Regions from separate parts of the Ovis aries genome. Here region 1 is linked to region 2. Evidence: chromatin contacts called from public Hi-C data. All regions are on one chromosome and are shown on one strand. Each heading gives the region's core, a stretch centred on a gene start, on an enhancer-like site or on the middle of the called end of the contact. The rest is flanking DNA. Distances are from core to core; before and after follow the strand shown. Region 1 holds the start of PCDH12 (protocadherin 12). Region 2 has its middle 24 kb from the start of ARAP3.

Region 1 (3,711 bases), core at 604-3,103, 220 kb after region 2:
AGAAACTGGAGAGTCCTGGATGCGGTATGAGATTTTCCCATTAACACCCAGGTCTGCATCATGGGCCTTGATGGTGATGAGGTGGAGAGAGGGTAGGTTGTTTTCCCGAGTGGAGACCTGGTACCTGCTTTTCTCAAACACAGGTGCATTGTCATTGGCATCACTGATCTGAATGCTGAGCTGTTTCTTGTCTGATAAGGGCTCGAGTCCTTGGTCTTGGGCCAACAGAGTGAGGGTATATTGGGGCCACTGCTCTCTGTCCAGTGTGGCGTTGGTTAGCAGCATGTATGTGTTACCATTGGTCCTTTTCAGCCTGAAGTGGCCCAGCTCTTGGCTCAGCCAACAGTGGACCAGGCCATTGTTTCCTGAGTCCAGGTCATTGGCCATGATGAGAGCAATGAAACTGTCCTTGGGAAGAGCTTCGGACACCAGCAGTGGTTGGGAGGCCCACGTGATATGGATGCTTGGGGCATTGTCATTGACATCCAGAACCTTGATGAGAATCTTGCAGTGGGCTGGGATGGGATTGGGACCCAGATCCCTTGCCTGGACATCCACTTCATAGGCCGGATTCTTCTCGTAGTCTAGGTGCTGGAGCAGAGTCACCTGGCCCGTCTTGGCATCAATACTGAAGGTGTTCAGCACCTCCAGAGGCACGTGCTTACTGAAAAAGTATTCCACCTCCCCATTGGGGCCTTGGTCAGGGTCTGTGGCGGTCAGGTTTATGAGGAGAGTACCAGGGGCAGCATCTTCTTGGATTTCTAGGGCCGGTGAGCTCTCAGTAAACACAGGGCTATTGTCATTGGAGTCCAGGACGCTGACCTTGACCAAGCTGGTGCCTGACTTGGGGGGATTCCCACTATCATAGGCAGTTAACACCAGATCAAAAAATGAGTGGATTTCCCGGTCCAGCTCCTTCACCACCACCAGTTCTGCGTGTTTTGTCTGATCGGGCCCCACAATGACATCCAGGGCGAAGTGCTCACTGGGAGACAGGGTGTAGGAGTGCAGGGTGTTGGGGCCAGTGTCTGGGTCCAGAGCTCTGTCCAGGGGGATCCGGGTGCGCAGAGAGGCGCTCTCGGAGATTTCCAGCTCCTGCTCACCTTTGGGAAACTGCGGCTGGTGGTCATTGATGTCCAGCACCTGGATCTCCACGTGAATAAGCGCCCGCTCCCCTGTGGCCAGCACATCAAAGGACACCAGGCAGGGATCCTGCTGCCGGCAAAGCTGCTCCCGGTCCAACCGCCTCCCTGTGCTGAGCACGCCGTCCTCAGAGTCCACCTGGATGGGGAGTCCCTGGGGCAGCTGTAGGACCTGGAAGGCAGCCCCCGTTTGGCCAGGCCCCTCCTCCCGGCCCCGTTCCTGAGGCAGCTTCCCTATCACGGTGCCAGCCGGCACCTCCTCTGCCACCTGATATCTCACAGTGAGAGTGGCCACCTCCTGACAATCCCCTGAAAGGAACAAGTAGCCAGCTGGCCCCAGAAGTCCCAGAAGTGACAGAAGTCGCATCATGCTTACCACCAGAGTGCGCTAGATCCAGAAACTGCTAGAGTTCTTCAGGGGCTGGGCAAGGCCTCCAGTGTTTCCTGAGGGACCCGATTAGCCCCGTTCTCCTGCCCCCAGACCTGTTGGCACAGCCTCGTCCCATCATTAGATAATGGAACTAACAGAAAGAAAGGCCATTTTCATCAGAAGAGATTTGAGAGGTGCAAGGACCGATGAGGTAAAATCGCCAGGAGAGCCCTGGTACAGGGCACTGTGGGTCCCCGTCAGCCAGTGATGGACAAGAGTCGGTCCAAGAGGAACTGGACCCAGTGAAGCAGGATGTGGGGATCTGACTTCCAAACAGTTGCTGGGCCAGGGAAACAGAGAAGCAGCTTTTTCCTATGGAAACCCCACCTACAGGAAAAGGGAGGGCTGTGAGTTTCTATGCCAATTAGAGAAAGAGAGTTTCCGTGAAGCTGAGTGGACTGCCGCTGAGGAGGATGCGGCTGGGGACAGGCCGGATGGGAAGGTGCTGTCCATGTGGAAGGCGGCCGCTGAGGGGAGGGGAGCCCCTGCTGTGTTCAAGTAAGCAGAGAGCCCGAGCCCCTCCTGGACGAGTCACGCCTCAGCCTCTCTTCCTTCCTTGTCTCTCCTTGTTTCCTTTATCTCCCGTTACTCCTCTCCCACTCCTCTTTCCCACCCTTGTCTACATCTCAGTCTTGACTCTGCCCCAATACCCGTTTTTGTCTCAAGGGAAGCAGAGCTGATTAAGAGAGTGGCCATCAGAGCTGAACTGCCTGGGTTCAAATTCTGACCCTGCAAGTTCCCAGCTGGGTCATATGGGACAAGTCATTCAACCTCTCTGGGCCTCATCTTGAGAGTGAGATGGGAATAAGAACAGTAGACCTCTCAGGCAGAAATCTTGGAGATGAAATGGAATGTGCATGGAAAGCCTGGCCCAGAGTCATGAGCAATGACATTGTTATTGGAGGTGGGTGTTGTGATCTGCAGTCTGGCCTGCCTTGGGACTGGCTCTGGCTCCTGCACTGGCCGTAGGGCAGTCCCTTGCCCACACAGACCAGATCATAAAGGACCCCATGGCCTTGGCTCCTGAAGCACAATGACCTCTCTGACCCAACGGTGTGGCCTCCCTCCCCCTTCCCTTTTGGCTCCCCAGCCTCCTGCCCATTGTTCTCCACATCTGGTCTAGCTTGAGCTCCTATCCTGGGGAATCCCCCAGCCTCCCACTCCTTGGTCTTGGAGGTTTTTATACCTTTCCCTCTCCCACACTTTCCTCTCCCTTTCCTTCCCTTTCTCCAGTTCTTCACTCCCCACTGCAGTTCTTGTCCAAGAGTCCTGTCACAGAGATGAGACCCAGGAGGTGGCCAAGAGGGCAACTGGCTTGGGTGGCCTTGAGGTGGCTTGCTCCTTCTCATTTCCTCCTGCTGCTGCTGCCCCACCATTGTCCAGTCTTGCACTTTACTTTGAGGTTGAGTCCAGAGGTTTGTAAAGCATTTGATATGATGGGAGTTAAGGGTCAACTTTGCCTAGGTAGGTCCTTAGGGCTGGAGGTGCCTGTTGGGACAAAAGTGACTCCAGTCGGGCCACTGGCCTGGAGGCTTGTGGCCATTTGGATGGTATGATGAGGACCTCCTTGGCCTTAGCATCACCTGTGCTCCCCTCTGTACTTTCTTTTCCACACCCTACCCCCTCATATTCTACTCCCTGGAGATTCCCAACAGCACAGGGTCTGAATCCAATGAGGATATTCCCTGGCTCTGGAGACAGACAGAGTACTCACTAGCTTAGAGACATAGCACAAGTCACATGACCTCTTTGGGCCTCAGTTTCCTTCTCTAGTAGAGCATGACTACCCTGCATCTCCTGAGTTTCTGGTAAGGATTCAATGAGATGATACAAGTGAAGGCTCAGTGCAGCGCCTGGCACAGAGAGAGCACTCATTGCATGGGTCTAGTTTACCTGGTATTATTTGCCAGGCTTGATACCCTGAGTGCAAATGGTAAAGATGGTCTTGCATTTGTCCCTTCACTTTTTTCTCTGTCTTCTCCGCCAGGAAGTCTCACTTCCCAGGGTGTCCTCAGCTTGAGCGCAGGCTAGGGCTACCTGTCCTGCAAAGAGAGCCAATGTGGGCCCCAGGTCCTCTGGTGGTAGCCTGTATGGTGGCCCCACTGCCTGACCCTCACTCATCCTGCTGTGTGCAAGGCA
Region 2 (4,127 bases), core at 174-2,673:
GCCAGCACTCCCACTTCCATTTTATATATGATGATATTAATAGCCATAGCTGACACGACTGTGTGTTTACTGTGTGAAAACCATGTGCATACACTGCCTGATTAAATATCCTCAGAATTTTCTCCTCACCTCCATTTTACAGAAAAACAATTACCCAAGGGCACACGGCTTGGAAATAGCAGAGGTGGGATCAGAGCCCTGTTCTCCTGATCTTCTGTCCCTGTCCCGGACCATTTTAGCCTCTTCTGCCTCCTTACATCCAAAGATGCAAGAGCTACAGAGCTACCATGTGAGCAGTAACCTGGCCCTATGGAAGCAGCCCCATCTCCTGAGTTCAAATGGTGAACGCTGCCCCTTCATCCCCACATCTTTATACCCTGGCTGCACTTCGTTTTGCAGGGCAGTGCCCCTGAAATCCTGAGCATCTGCCATCTGAATGCTGCAGGCCCCTGCCCACAGCAAGCACAGGTGCACCCCTAAATCCTTCCAGAGTGGAGGCTCCTCCCACCTCTGTCTCAGAGCCTCACTTGGTCAGAACAGCCAGGGGAGGCAGGATCGATGTGCAGAGAAGTCAGTAATAATCCCCGCGCAGGCAGCCAGGCTTCTGTATAAAGACAGATTAAAAACTCATCGGGTTGAGATGAGAAAATAATTCAGCCTGTTGGCCACAGTGGGAAAGCCTGGGGCTGCAGATGCTGGTGGTGGCACATGGGAGGGGGTGCCAGGGAAGGGAGCGGCACCCAAGAATGGTCTTGGGAATCTGCACCCCCCGCACACCTCAGTTTCTCCCCCAGAGCCACCATCCTTTACTGCCTGCCTTGAAGCCAAGGCTGACAAATTCTACTCCCCAGGGAGCAGTGAGGGGAAAGCAGGCGGGGAAAAGCTGAGAGCACTTGCTGCCTGGTTCCACACCCTTGTTTATTTCCTCCACAGCACTCATATTATTTTGCTTATTTATTTGTTTACTTGTGTACTGTCTATCTCCTCACCTAGACCATAAGCCCCAGGAGGTCAGGGACCCGTTGATCTCCTGTACTGAAGTATCCCCCCAGTTGTTGCTGTTGTTTAGTCTCTAAGTCGTGTCCACTCTGCCACCCCAGGATTATATCTCACAAGGCTCCTCTGTCCACAGGATTTCACAGGCAAGAATACTGGACTGGGTTGTAGGGATTTCTTAATGGGGACTATGGAATGAATGAATGCATAGACTTGAATCTTGCCTCTTGCCACCAAGATTTAGAGGTGTAACCTCGCTGGCCCTCCATTCCCTTAACTGAAAAATGGGCACGGTGGTATCCTCCAAAGAGCTCAGCCCAGCGACGGGGCTCCTAGGAAGCTCTTTGTGAAGGATTTTGTTAAACTGATTAGGGAAGAAAATAGAAGCCTTGCCTGACATGAGAGGCGCCATCAGGGGGCGCCCTTGTGCAAGGCGCTGGGTGTGCTGCGCCCTCCGCCGGCTCCAGGGTGAGCGCATCGGAGACCGCCCCCACACCCCCGCCCGCATCTTTGGAGAGTTACCTCCTCCCCTCTCCGTCCAGTTCACACGCCCACCCCAACTCCAGCGCGCGTCCCGGCTCCCGGGACCGTCTACGGCGCCCTGTGCCCCTCCCCCACACCCGGCCCAGACTCCTTCCGCCCACGCGGCTCCATATGCTGGGAAGAGCCTCCTACTCCCCATCTGTCGATTCACTTCCTAGCCCGGTTCCCCCGCTCCGCCGCCGTCCCCTCCTCCGGGAAGCCGGTCGTGGTTGAGGGAAGGAGAGCCGAGGTCTCCCAACAACTGCCTTCTTCTGCCCACTTCCCCAACGACCCAGAAATGGCTTTGGGAAAATGCTGATGCCCTGTGCAGACGACCCCTAGGGCCAAGCTCTGAGTCTAGGGTCACGATGTGCGAACACTTGCAAGGGAGAGCTCTGCGCGCACCTGAGACCGGTGGGCAAACTTGTCGAGGCGGGTAGTGAAAGCGCCAGGAAGGACCCCCTTGGGTCAGGCCCGCTGGCGGGGGAACAGACTGCTCCGCAGGTCCCCGTCACACGCAGGTGCCAAATCCTGGGGTCACAGCTTCCGAGCAGAAAGCTAAGGGACGGGTGCACAGCCAGGGAGGGAGCCACGGTCTCCAGGGGCGTACCCACTGCCTCTGGAGCTTCGTGCGGGGGCGCACAGCCTGCTTTTCTTGCCTGAAGGAGGGGACTGGTTTCATTTCGCAGATTGATTATTGCTGTATAGTGTGAGTGTGTGTGTGTGGTGTGTTTGGGCGTTGTTAGTTTTTTTTTTTTTTTTAATGTACCTTGCTTGTCTAATGAATGTTTGATTGCACCTACATCCGGAGGCTGTTTTAATGAAAGGTGAAGGCTCTGGAAGGGAAATAAATAAATAAAGGATCGTTCCCCATCCCTGGGGCACCCCCCTCCTTCCTAACAACAACCCTCCATCCACAGCTGTCTTCTGAAGCCCATGCCCTCACGGAAGAATTCTGTTTCTGTTTGAATGTTTCCATGTAAATGGTGCTGCTCTCCAGAAGAAATCACATCCTTCAATCGGTCACTCTCAGGACTTTTTTTGAGGGTGCAAAGGGGGAGATGAATGAGCAGAGGGAAGCTCTGAGGGAGCGGAGGGAGGCCCTCCTCTCTGGCCTGAAAGCTGGGATCTCCTCACTGCTTGAGCCCCTTGCCCACGGTGTGCCAGTTTGGGGGCTGGGGGCTGAGGGCAGTGCGCTCACAGAAAGCAGGCACCAGTTACTGCCAGTGTCATCAGTTCAATTCATCAGCTGTTAGTTTAGCATCCAAGTCCTTTTGACCCTGGGGAGTTTACTTAACCTCTGAGAGCCACAGTTACCTCACTTGGAAAATGGAGATAATAAACATGTTTATCTCAAAGATGTGTTGGGAGGATTAAGTGAGATAATGCATGTAATGTGCTTAGTATTGTGCCTCGTGCACAGTAAGCACTCCATAATGTCAGCTGTTATTATCTCCTGAAGGTAGGGGCTTCAGTTCAGTTCAGTCCCTCAGTTGTGTCCGACTCTTTGTGACCCCCACGGACTGCAGCATGCCGGGCTTCCCTGTCTATCCCTAACTCCTAGAACTACTCAAACTCATGACCATTGCATTGGTGATGCCATCCAACCATCTCATCCTCTATCTATCCCTTTCTCCTCCTGCCTTCAATCTTTCCCAGCATCAGAGTCTTTTCCAATGAGTCAGCTCTTCACATCAGGTAGCCAAAGTATTAGAGTTTCAGCTTCAACATCAGTTCTTCCAATGAACACCCAGGACTGATCTCCTTTAGGATGGACTGGCTGGATCTCCTCACAGTCCAAGGGACTCTCAAGAGTCTTCTCCAACACCACAGTTCAAAAGCATCAATTCTTTGGCGCTCAGCTTTCTTTATAGTCCCACTCTCACATCCATACATGACCACTGGAAGAACCATAGCCTTGACTAGATGGACCTTTGTCGGCAAAGTAATGTCTCTGCTTTTTAATATGCTGTCTAGGTTGGTCATAACTTTTCTTCCAAGGAGCAAGCATCTTTTAATTTCATGGCTGCAGTCAACATCTGCAGTGATTTTGGAGCCCCCCAAAATAAAGTCAGCCACTGTTTCCCCATCTATTTGCCATGAAGTGATGGGACCAGATGCCATGATCTTAGTTTTCTGAATGTTGAGCTTTAAGCCAACTTTTTCACTCTCCTCTTTCACTTTCATCAAGAGGCTCTTTAGTTCTTCTTTGCTTTCTGCCATAAGGGTGGTGTCATCTGCATATCTGAGGTTATTGATATTTCTCCTGGCAATATTGATTCCAGCTTGTGCTTCATCCAGTCCAGCATTTCTCATGATGTACTCTGCATAGAAGTTAAATAAGCAGGGTGACAATATACAGCCTTGATGTACTCCTTTTCCTATTTGGAACCAGTCTGTTGTTCCATGTCCAGTTCTAACTGTTGCTTCCTGACCTGCATACAGATTGCTCAAGAGGCAGGTCAGATGGTTTGGTATTCCCATCTCTTTTAGAATTTTCCGCAGTTTATTGTGATCCACACAGTCGGAGGTAAACATTCACTAACTGTTAAACAGTAGTATTTACTTTTGCCCAAGATTAGACCACAGCATGGGGAGGTGAGTGGTGG

What was found. Hi-C and Micro-C count contacts between places; a contact is called where the count stands out from the background.
Region 1: a Hi-C map of liver shows a contact between it and region 2, with 3 times the contacts expected there. The contact joins the promoter of PCDH12 here to the enhancer-like site in region 2. A contact is called at or near these places in 7 of 16 Hi-C or Micro-C datasets (hypothalamus, liver, mesenteric adipose tissue and 3 more).

The regions. Positions count from the first base shown.
Region 1 is chr5:50,676,937-50,680,647 of ARS-UI_Ramb_v3.0, forward strand. PCDH12 (protocadherin 12) reads right to left here and starts at 1,854. Exons shown (of 4, transcript XM_015096111.3): 1 at 1-1,854. The coding sequence starts at 1,512.
Region 2 is chr5:50,455,333-50,459,459 of ARS-UI_Ramb_v3.0, forward strand. No RefSeq gene overlaps it. Among named protein-coding and RNA genes, the nearest start is that of ARAP3, 24 kb to the left of the region's middle. Within about 2 kb of position 1,424, at least 4 of the 54 cell types and tissues checked have an H3K27ac peak or open chromatin away from gene starts, as enhancers often do. A contact at or near this core is called in liver, where this site is marked.